Linked DNA regions of Mus musculus: all the other regions are linked to region 1. Evidence: chromatin contacts called from public HiChIP or PLAC-seq data. All regions are on one chromosome and are shown on one strand. The core of a region is the stretch at or near the end of the contact, and the rest is flanking DNA. Distances in the headings are between cores, read along the strand shown.

The links. HiChIP or PLAC-seq counts read pairs in DNA pulled down with a chosen protein or histone mark.
Region 2: a contact with region 1 is called in an H3K27ac HiChIP or PLAC-seq map of embryonic stem cells, with 7 read pairs. The contact joins two enhancer-like sites. A contact is called at or near these places in 1 of 484 Hi-C or Micro-C datasets (nephron progenitors) and 2 of 115 datasets of contacts at active chromatin or transcription factors (embryonic stem cells and pancreatic cancer cells).
Region 3: an H3K27ac HiChIP or PLAC-seq map of embryonic stem cells shows a contact between it and region 1, with 5 read pairs. The contact joins the promoter of Usp32 here to the enhancer-like site in region 1. A contact is called at or near these places in 1 of 15 datasets of contacts at CTCF or cohesin (the NIH/3T3 cell line), 2 of 484 Hi-C or Micro-C datasets (embryonic retina and embryonic stem cells), 1 of 115 datasets of contacts at active chromatin or transcription factors (embryonic stem cells) and 2 of 9 other capture datasets (adipose tissue and liver).

The regions. Positions count from the first base shown.
Region 1 is chr11:84,845,250-84,848,675 of GRCm38.p6, forward strand. The region is part of intron 6 of Ggnbp2 (gametogenetin binding protein 2); the gene reads right to left. Among named protein-coding and RNA genes, the nearest start is that of 4930502E09Rik, 18 kb to the left of the region's middle. Within about 2 kb of position 1,637, at least 19 of the 459 cell types and tissues checked have an H3K27ac peak or open chromatin away from gene starts, as enhancers often do. A contact at or near this core is called in embryonic stem cells, where this site is marked.
Region 2 is chr11:85,181,228-85,184,653 of GRCm38.p6, forward strand. No RefSeq gene overlaps it. Among named protein-coding and RNA genes, the nearest start is that of 1700125H20Rik, 12 kb to the left of the region's middle. Within about 2 kb of position 1,929, at least 121 of the 459 cell types and tissues checked have an H3K27ac peak or open chromatin away from gene starts, as enhancers often do. A contact at or near this core is called in embryonic stem cells, where this site is marked.
Region 3 is chr11:85,138,198-85,141,623 of GRCm38.p6, forward strand. It overlaps Usp32 (ubiquitin specific peptidase 32), which reads right to left and starts at 1,758. Exons shown (of 34, transcript NM_001029934.1): 1 at 1,514-1,758. The coding sequence starts at 1,571. It also overlaps a transcript of 1700125H20Rik not described here.

The DNA.
Region 1 (3,426 bases), core at 387-2,886:
AACCCACAACTGTCCTCATTCCTACTAAAACAGTTACCATTACTAGACAAAAAGTGAAACAAATACCTAGATGAAAAACCAGTGGTCAAAGGAATGCAGAGAAATTACTGATGCATGCTGTCATAGAATCACATGTCAACACATGAGTGAGTGGTAGTGCACACCTTTCATCTCAACACTCAGGAGGCAGAGGCAGGTGGATCTCTGTGATTTCAAAGCCAGCCTACTCTATGGAGAGAGTTCCAGGGCAGCCAGGGCTACACAGTGAGAGCCCGTGGAAGAGAAGAGAAGAGAAGAGAAGAGAAGAGAAGAGAAGAGAAGAGAAGAGAAGAGAAGAGAAGAGAAGAGAAGAGAAGAGAAGAGAAGAGAAGAGAAGAGAAGAGAGAAAAAGAGAAAGAATGAGAAAGAAAGAAGAGAGAAAGAAAAAGAGAAAGAGAAAGAAAAAAAGAAAGAGAGAAAGAAAAAGAGAAAGAAAGAGAGGAGAGAGAAAAAGAGAGAGAAAGAAAGAAAGAGAAAGAGAGAAAGGAAGAAAGAAAGAAAAAGAGAGAAAGAAAGGGAGAAAGAAAGAAGGAAAGAGAGAGAAAGGGAGAGAAAGAAAGAGAAAGAAAAAGAGAGAATTAAAGAGGAAGAAAGAAAGAAGAGAGAGCGAAAGAGAGAAAAAGAGAAAGAAAAAGAAAGGGAAAGAAAGAAAAAGAAAGAAAAAGAGGGAAAGAGAGAAAGGAAGAAGAAAAAGAGAGAAAGAAAGAAGGAAAGAGAAGAAAGAAGAGAAGAAAGAAAGAAAAAGGAAGAACGAAAAAGAAAAAGGAAGAAAGTAAGAAAATGAAAGAGAAAGGAGGAGGGAAAGGAAGAAAGAAAGAGAGAAAGAAAGACAGACAGAAAGAAAGAGGGAGAAAGAAAGAGAGAAAAGAACGAAAGGAAGGACGAAAGAGAAAGACAGAAAGGGAGAAAGGAAGAGAAAGAGAAAGAAAGAAAAAGAGAGAGGAAGGAAGGAAGGAAGGAAGGAAGGAAGGAAGGAAGGAAGGAAGGAAGGAAGCTCAAAAAAAAAAGTTAAGGCCTTCAATTCCAGCATTGGGAGGTAGAGGCAGGTGGATTTCTGATTTCGAGGCCAGCCTGGTCTACAGAATGAGTTCCAGGAAGATTGACAGATTAGATAAGATAGGTAAGACAGAACACCATGAAAATATGAAGGTTCCACAAAATAAAAACTAGAGGCAAGTGAGATGTCTTGGTGGGTAAATGGCACTTGCTGCCAAGACTGGAGTCCCGAGTTTAACTTTGGGGACTTACATGATAGAAGGGAACCAACTAATGTAACCAATGTAAGTTATCCAATGATCTCTGTATGCACTCTTTAGTATGTGTACATCCACACTACACTGATACAAATAAATAAAATGTCATTAAAAAAATAAAAAACTACCATATGATTGAGGAATCCCACTTTTTTTGTTGTTGACTTTTGTTTTTTCGAGACAGGGTTTCGCCCTGGCTGTCCTGGAACTCACTCTGCAGACCAGGCTGGCCTCAAACTCAGAAATCCGCCTGCCTCTGCCTCCTGAGTGCTGGGATTAAAGGCGTGCACCACCACGCCCAGCTATGGAATCCCACTTCAAAGAATTATGTTATGGATGGCTCTGGGTTGCATGTATTTTTATGTTAATTCTGCTCTCCCAGGAGAGGTTATCTGGAATGAGAGGCTGTCTGGAATGAGGAATGAGTCACATCTCAGGTGGCTTCTTGTGAACCAATTCCCTAATGAATAAAGGAGTCAATCACTGGGCAAAGCAGGCCTTCCAGGTTGGATGGAGGAAGAAAGGAAACAGGAGTTAGGCCCTTTTGGAATAGGGACGGCATTAAGGGTAAGATGTAGCTGCTAGTGTTTCCCAATATCATGGCGGATCCAGGAATCAGATTTTAATATGGCTTACAAGATTAGGTTTAGTTGTTGCACCCAGTGACTGAGTTATCATTGTTTCTGAATTAAGTCTCTATGGCATTTACCTTCACGCAGCGGTTCAACTGGGTTCAAGAGAGAAAGGTATGGTGGCAAAGCGTGGGTTTGCCAGATGTACACCACAAAGGCCATGGGGGGTTTTGAAGCACGGGTTTGGCGTGGTAATGGCTCGCCAATGGAAACTAAGCAAGCTGGGTGGAGACATCGGGCTGGGGCCTGAGAGTTGCGCCGGAATGTGCTGGTTGTCTTTTAATTCCCGCAAAAGATGGTGCCCAACATGAGGCAAGAATCCATTAAAAATTTAAGATTAGCCTGAGTTTTATTTTTTTATTTTATTTTTATTTTTTAAGTGAGTAGCTAGGTGGCGTTGAGATGAGAGTAACCTGGATTCAAGCATGGGAACTGAAGCAGTGAAAGCAGGCTCTGAGGTCCCCTGCTGTGGGGTATTCAGGTTGCTTTGAGTTAGAGAGCTGCAGAATGGAAGTTGCCTACTTCTTGGGGCAAAGATTGATTGCACTGTGAATTTATAGAATTGGGATTATTTGCTTTTAGGATAGATTTATATACAGATTTTGTCTGAATCACACGGGGAATTTTGCCTGCAGTTTGGAACTAGGATAGGGAAAATTAGTCACTGACTTCAAATAGAGAGGGCAGTGAACAGGCATTAATAAATGTCTGTGGCTTTAGGCAGAGCGCCAAGCAGATCGATGGTATCACAAGGTGGCTGTTCTAGACAGAGCTTAACAAGTAAAAATTACGTGTTTCTGATAGGCAGATATTAGTGAACGTTTGAATTGCTTTAAAGATGGTATAAAGATATATTCCCTCTAATACACCTTATAGGATACTCAGATTCTATCTAACGTGGGCTCCATGGGAATTCTGGGTTATTATCCTGCACGGCAAAATAGAGAAGGCCTAATAATAGGCACATACAGTATTTTAGTTTACTTCACATGTTTTGGATTATTTTAACTTTTAAAACAGGTCTGAATATTTGACCTCTGGGAAAGGTCAAAATAAAGGTTTGTCTGGTTACTGGCTCAGGGATATGCTGATCTGGGGAAAAGGTTTTGTCTTTATGTTTTAATAAAAGGTGATTAGTGTCTATACACCTTCCAGAGTAAAATGGAACAGAGTTGATAGAGACCCCCTAAAGAACTAGATTCCAGAGAATCAAATAAAAGGTTATCTTGATACTAAAATTTTGATTTTGAGATTTGTATAGTACAGAATATACAGCCTTGGTGAGTCTCCGCTTGAACTCTGGATGTCTTGGACTTTCAGCCGGATCCAGTCACAACACAGACATCAGAGACTAAACCAATCATTGGTGTGGCCTTAAGGCCAACCAATTCCATTTTCCCACCTCGACCCTCCTCCTTTAAAATATCTCAACACCCATATTCAGCTCGAAGAATTTATGAAGAGTTATCAACCCACTTCCCTGGGCTTTGGGGCTAGAGGTG
Region 2 (3,426 bases), core at 679-3,178, 340 kb after region 1:
CTTTTAATCTCAGCAGAGGCAGTTGGGTTTCTGTGTGTCTTAAGTCCAGCCTGGTCTACACAAGAAGTTCCAGGCCAGCCAAAGCTATACAATAAGACCCTGTCTCAAAGGAAAAAATGTTTACAGCCACTTCCTAAGTGGCAGGTAGCACATTTTTTTGCAAAGTAAATAGTTGTGGTCACCTGTGTGGAGGATTATCAGAGTCCAATGGGGAAAAGAACGAAGGATTTTATCAATGTTAGCCACAGGAAAGCACAGGATGGGATAACTGATTGAACCGGGTCAGTCAGTGACAAGTCTAGCAGCCTCTGAATCATCTAGACTCCATCTTCTCTGTAGCGTGGGGCAGGCAGTGCCAAGGGAGGAGAGGTACAATGGAATGAACCGATGCTGCTCGGGTATTGGGGAGATTTCCAAATGACCGTGAGAGAGGCTAGAAATAGAATCCCAAAGAAGAAATACCAATAGTCTTAGCAGAATGGTGAGTTGGGTTAGTGATCAAAATTTGGCAGCTACTAATGCATTTAATTACCAACGAGGAGTTCCACTTGCACACATCATTTTAAAAATATTAGTTGCCAATATTATAACTGTCATTTCCCATTAAATGAAAAGTCAGACTTCTAGCCTCTCATACAGCTACCCACTTTTGAATTGCGTCCTATGTGGCAGGTGCTGGAGTGGAGGAGCAGTTGCATCAGCCTTTCTGATATGCTTCCTAGTTTACTATGGCTCCTCCCAACCCTGTGCCTTGAACAATGGACTTCACACATCTACAACTCCTGTGCAACTCTTGGGGCCGTTGTTATTTGATATCCCCAAAGTACACAGAAGCAACACAGGTATGCAACAAGAATGACAAACTTAGGTTCAAAAACACTTGGCTACATTCATTCATTCATTCATTCATTTTTTATTTGTTCATTTATTTATTGTGTGTGCCTTTGTGTCAGTGGATACTGTGAGGATCCACTGTGAGGACATTAGGGAATCAGTTCTTTCCTTCCACCACCAAATGGACCCAAGATGGAACCCAGACCGTCAGGCTGGAAGGCGAGCACCTTTACCCGCTAAGCCCTCTTGTCCTCTTTTGTTATACAGTGCTGGAAATCCAAACTAGGGCCTTGCACATTCCGGACAACATGAATCACACCTTCAGCAGTCAGTTGATGGGTTTGGATGATACCCATGAGAGGCAAGAAAGGAAAAGAGGAAACTAGAGACTTAAAAAAATGCACATTGCTTCCAGCTCCAGAAACCATTTACCTGGAGTCTCCAAGCAAGGAAGTGGGCTCGGTGATTTTCTCTCTAAGTGTGCGTGTGCGCGCGCGTGTGTGTGTGGTGTGGTGTGGTGTGTGTGTGTGTGTGTGTGAATATATGGAGCATGTGGGATTCTCTGGAACTGTAGTTCATAAGTGGTTTTGAGCCAACTGATGTGGGTGCTGGGAATACCCACATCTTCCTCTGGAAAGGCAAGAAGCACAGGCTATCGCTGATAGCCTTCTCTCTCCAGCCTCCAAGGCCCAGCGATTTTGTTTGTTTTATGAGACAGAGTTTATCTATGTATCTCTGGCTGTCCGAACACTCTGTAGACCACTCGAACTCACAGAGAGTTGTCTGCCTTTGCCCCTTCAAGGCATGCACCACTCACTTCAGTTTTCCTTTATATTTTTCCTCTTCCCCCCCCCCCCCCCCCCAACACAAGCGACAAGACATGAGGACCCTGCCCAAGGCAAATGGGAACCAGGTACTTCAGGGCCAGGGTAAATGTGTGTAGCAGGAAGGTCACGTGGTGCGGGAGCAGCTCGCTCTTTCCCTTTAACCCTTGCCTGGCTGGATCACAACAATTTTGACAAAGCAGGAGGACCACGGAGAGAGGGGCGGCCTACCGGAAACTGCGTGATACGGAGGGGCTCCCAGCAAAATAGGGTGCTGGTCATGGTCCGTGGGGCAGCACCGCCACCTACAGGAACTGTGGGGAGTACCGCTGCCTTCCAACCTGGCTCCCGCGCGCAAAACCCCGGGTAGAGGTGCTGGGGAGCTCTCCTTAAGGCAACAGCGGAGGCTGGGTTTGGTGTCCTCTTTCCTCAAACGCAGTACGATCTTAGAATTCTAAAACGGCAGATCACAGGTTTCTCTGCTTAAAACTCCAACGTTCCTCAATTCATCTGAAGTCAGGGTCAGCTCTGCCTTGGTGTGGTGCACACCTCTAATCTCAGCGATGGGGAGGGAAGGCAGGAGGACAGCTTGTGCGACATCATTTAGCCTGTCTCAAAATCAGCTAAACAATACAAAGAACGCCTAAGTTATCTGCTAGGTCCAGTCTGATCCACTCCCACAGCTCCTCCAACCCTTGCTTTCCCCGAGCCCGTCAGGCCTGGCGCCGTTTCAATTTTATATTCCTGTGACAAAACACATGAGAGAATAAGCTTACAAAGAGTTTCCTCTTTTTAAAATTTGTAAATTATATTTTCACATGGCCAGAAGATAACTAACTTGCTTATCGGTATATCCTAAGCAATTATAATAGTGAACAGCCCATATTAGTCATTTAGCATTCTGTTGAATTAACAAAAGAAAGAGCATAGCCAAACAGCACTTTTTTTTTTTTTAAAAGATTTATTTATTTATTGTATGTAAGTACACTGTAGCTGTCTTCAGACACTCCAGAAGAGGGAGTCAGATCTCATTACAGATGGTTGTTAGCCACCATGTGGTTGCTGGGATTTGAACTCCAGACCTTTGGAAGAGCAGTCGGGTGCTCTTACCCACTGAGCCATCTCACCAGCCCCAAACAGCACTTTTTCAACTACTGTCTAGAGGAGAAAAGACAGCCCCAAGAATAAAGGCAATGAATGTCTCCTGTACTGGAAGTCGGTGTAAGGATTCGGGCTGATGACCTACTGGCTGCAAATGACAGTACACAGTGACACTATGACTCCTGATCTTGGCCAGCCTGACATTTTTCATGACATGTAAACAACTGGGAGACTAATGTGTTCTTGATTGATAGGTTGATTGGTTACTTTAAGTAGTTTAGGCCTGATTCCAAGTCCAAGGTGTGTGTACCTTGTGCCTTCCATGACCAGAAGATGGCGCCAAATCCCCTAGAATAAGAACTAACTAGTTAAGGTGTGAGCAGCTATGTAGATAGATGCTGGGAACTGAACCCAGGTCTTAGCTGCCAAGCCACCGCTTCAGCCCTCCAATGCATTATTCCTAAAGTTAGTTGCACGTTCTCAGCTAAGGTGTGTCCAACCCAATGGATGACCTTGGAGTGGTAGTAAGGATGTCAGAGAGTAGCTAGGGAAGCGGTATGGAAGAGGAGTTAGCTGTTGACATAGTATGTTGCTCTATGCTTTTATGATAAAGCTAACCCCAAGGAGAAAACAAAAACAAAAAAGCCTCACCAGTGTCATGGCAGCA
Region 3 (3,426 bases), core at 508-3,007, 290 kb after region 1:
AATCCCAGCACTTGGGGGGGCAGAGGCAGGTGGATTTCTGAGTTCGAGGCCAGCCTGGTCTACAAAGTGAGTTCCAGGACAGCCAGGGCTACACAGAGAAACCCTGTCTCGAAAAAACAAAACAAAACAAAACAAAAAAAAAAAAGAATAATCATCATGCAGATATGGTAAGGAAGAACCACTAAAAGGTGTATTTTCGCTATTCTGCTCAGCCCCAAAATTGATGCAGCTACAATTCTGTATCTTATTTTCTGTTTATTAGGTTGTGGGTCCAATGAACTTATTTCTCTTTGTATATGAACTAGATCTCATTTCTAAATCCTCACTTTAAAATGTCTTTTTCATCATATTTTAAGTTTCTATCCCAAGCTACTAAAAACACCTGGCGCATGACTGAATTTACTTATTTATTTATTTATTTATTTATTTTGGTCTTAGAAATCTGTTAACAATAATGTCTGGCCACTAATCTGCTTAATGTTTTTCACTTCTTACCAAGAAAATCCATTAAACATCAAAGAGAACTACAAGCACCACACAGACACACTCTCAAATCTCAGTCATGAAAAATTAAGTCACATTCCGGCCATAAACTGTGCAAGACACTTCCAGTTAGCACGAGCTTTACACTGACAATCGTATCAGAGTAAGTGGTAGGGGGTTGGGGGCTATTAACAACACAGTGTGAATCAGAGCCAAGAGCAGCAGCCGTTGACAGCAAGGCCAGTCTCTGAAGGGAGCTGTAATACAGTATCACAATGCTGGGTTTCCGAATGCCATTTTAAGGGAGCGAGGGGGTAAGAACTGGGAATCAAGTGTACTAAAACCGTCTGATCAATGTCCGAGGAGAGGAAACCTAAGACAAGGTCTTATGAACATCAGCTGTCTAATCTGTTCTCACCTTAAACACAACTTCACTTTCAGGTCGTTCTTAATCAAAGTCAACCGCTCAAAGGGTGAAGGATGGCAGGAGTAAATGGAAGGATAGTCATCGCCCTCAACAGAGAGGCAAAGACCCTGGGAAAACCAGAGGCTCCCTAATAGAAAAGGACTTCCAGGAGCAAAACAGAACGCCCTGTCTTCTCCTCCAGCCAATGCTGTTAGAAACCAGATTAGGATGTTGTCGGAGGCTTTTTTTTTTTTTTTTAAATGAAAGAGTGATATGAGAAAATGGCACTGAAGGATGAGGGGGCCTGGAAGGGTTGAGCCACCCAAGAACCGATGGTCAGGGCTTCCCTGCACCTAAACAAGATAACAACGCCAACCGAGTGCACCGGCAATGGCCAGCCAGCGCCCGGTACCCCCGTCACTGCCAAAGCTTCGCCCCCTCCCCTAGTGCCCCAATTCCCACACCCCGCTTCCCCTTCCACCTCCCTGCCCTCGATATTCCCACGGCTGGCCTCCCGGGTCCTTCGCCAGGCACCCCACGCCCCAGCCTCCTCTCCCTCCGGCCACCCACCCCTGGGCGCTCCGCGCTGGCCTCCCCGCAGCTCACTCGACCCCTCCCCCTCACCTCTCCTCAGCGCCTCCTCGTAGCTGAGGAATCCGATCCGTGACTCCTTGGCGCCCATGCTCCCCTCATCCCCTCGGCCGGGGGTCGGAGCCTGCTTTCGCCCCCACCCCCCTCCCGCCTCCTTCGCGGCGTCGCCGGCTGACGGTGTCGGCGTCCCCGGCCCCCTCCTCCCCCAACACTAACAAGTGCGGCTTCTGCCCCAGCGACTCCTCCCGGCCGCCGCCGCCGCCTCCATGCCGAGTCACGTGACCCGCTCCCACCCCGCCCCCTTCCCCTCCCTCCTACTCCGCCCTTCTCCTCTCTCTCCTCCCTTCGCGTCTCGCCTCACTCCTCCTCTCCTCCCTTCCGCCCCCACCCCGCCCTCCCGCCAGCACCGCCGCGGGTCACCTGACCCAAGGCCCGGGACGGTTCCGGGTAATGGCCGCCGGGGGGCCACGCTCCGCCCCACCCCACGCTAAGAGCGCGCAGGGGGGGCGGGGCGGCCTCGCCACACGTAGCACGTCATCCCTATCTTCCTGCCAATCCTAGGCCTCGAATCCCGCCGCGGCGCTCAGCTGGCCAAGAGGGCAGTGACTTCCGGGGCGCCCGAGGACGGGTCTTCCCGCCCCCCACGTTCTGGCGTTCGACGGGCGGGGCCGGAGCGATGACGGTTGGTGCTGCGGTGGCCGCGACCCACCTTGGAAGACTAGGGGAATGTTAGGGAGCAGGGGGGGTCTGAGGAAAGCGGTGCGGGCGACAAAAGGAGCGGGCAGGCGGGGGACCCCTAACGTTCGGGGGATGTTGGCAGAAGTGGAAGATGAGACTCACGGCTTCTCTGAGAAGATACCTCTTTTTCCTTCTAGAGATGGAGCCTCAGGACAGGGCAGTGGACCTTGTCGCAGTATTTTACTTTCTACGCCTTCCCATTCTCCAAACGCGGCTGCCTTAGCTTTTCTTTCAGAGGCCCAAGCCACTATGTTGGTCCATTTTTCCCTCTGAACCTGTTGCCTCCCTCCCCCAATTTTTTTAAGCCGCATTAGATGTTTTGTTTTGGGTGTTTGTTTCTGACGCAGGGTTCTGCTTTGTAACCCAGGCTGTCCTCGAACTTGTAGATTCGCGTGCCTCAGTTTCCCATGTACTGGTTCTACAAGAAACACCACACCCAGCCCTGCCACCTTCATGCTTCAACCAAACACTTGCCCTCTAAAAATGAGACAGTTCAAAACTGAGTAGCTTGCTTTAAAATACATATATTTTATGTATAATACATATGTATATAGTGTGTGTGTGTGAATTTAGTAGCATTAACATTTACATCGTTATTCAGTCTTAGTTTATCTTCAGGACTACTTGATCTAGTAGAGAACTGAAACTTTCAACAGTAATGTTGGTTCATCAAGGCAACTACATTTCTCCTGTGACTGGCTTATTTCACTTAACATGGCTCATTGTGTTGTAGCATATCAGGCATGTGGTTCAGCAATTCCACTTCTCAGTATATAGTCCCGAAGTATGTCTTTAAAGGGATGTGTGAACAGCTATTTATGCACTCAGCATTTATAGTATATACAATAGTCAAAACGTTAAAAATAAATGTCATAAGTTAGTAAACAAAATGTGGTGTATAAACACAATGGAATGTTTTTCCATTTCCTTTTTCTGGGTGGGGGAACCAGTGAGACAAGTTCTAGCAGTTGCCTGGACTGGGACTTGTGGCAGTCCTCCTGTCTCTGCCTCCAGATGTTGGAAGCCTATGCCCCACACCTGGTTCCCATTTCATTTTCACTCTGATGTGTATCTGTCTTCACCATGAAAGTCATGCCATTGGGTGGGTGGATATGGGGGACTTTTGGTATAGCATTGGAAATGTAAATGAGTTAAATACCTAATAAAAAATGGAAAAAAAAATAAAAATAAAAATAAATACTGGCAAA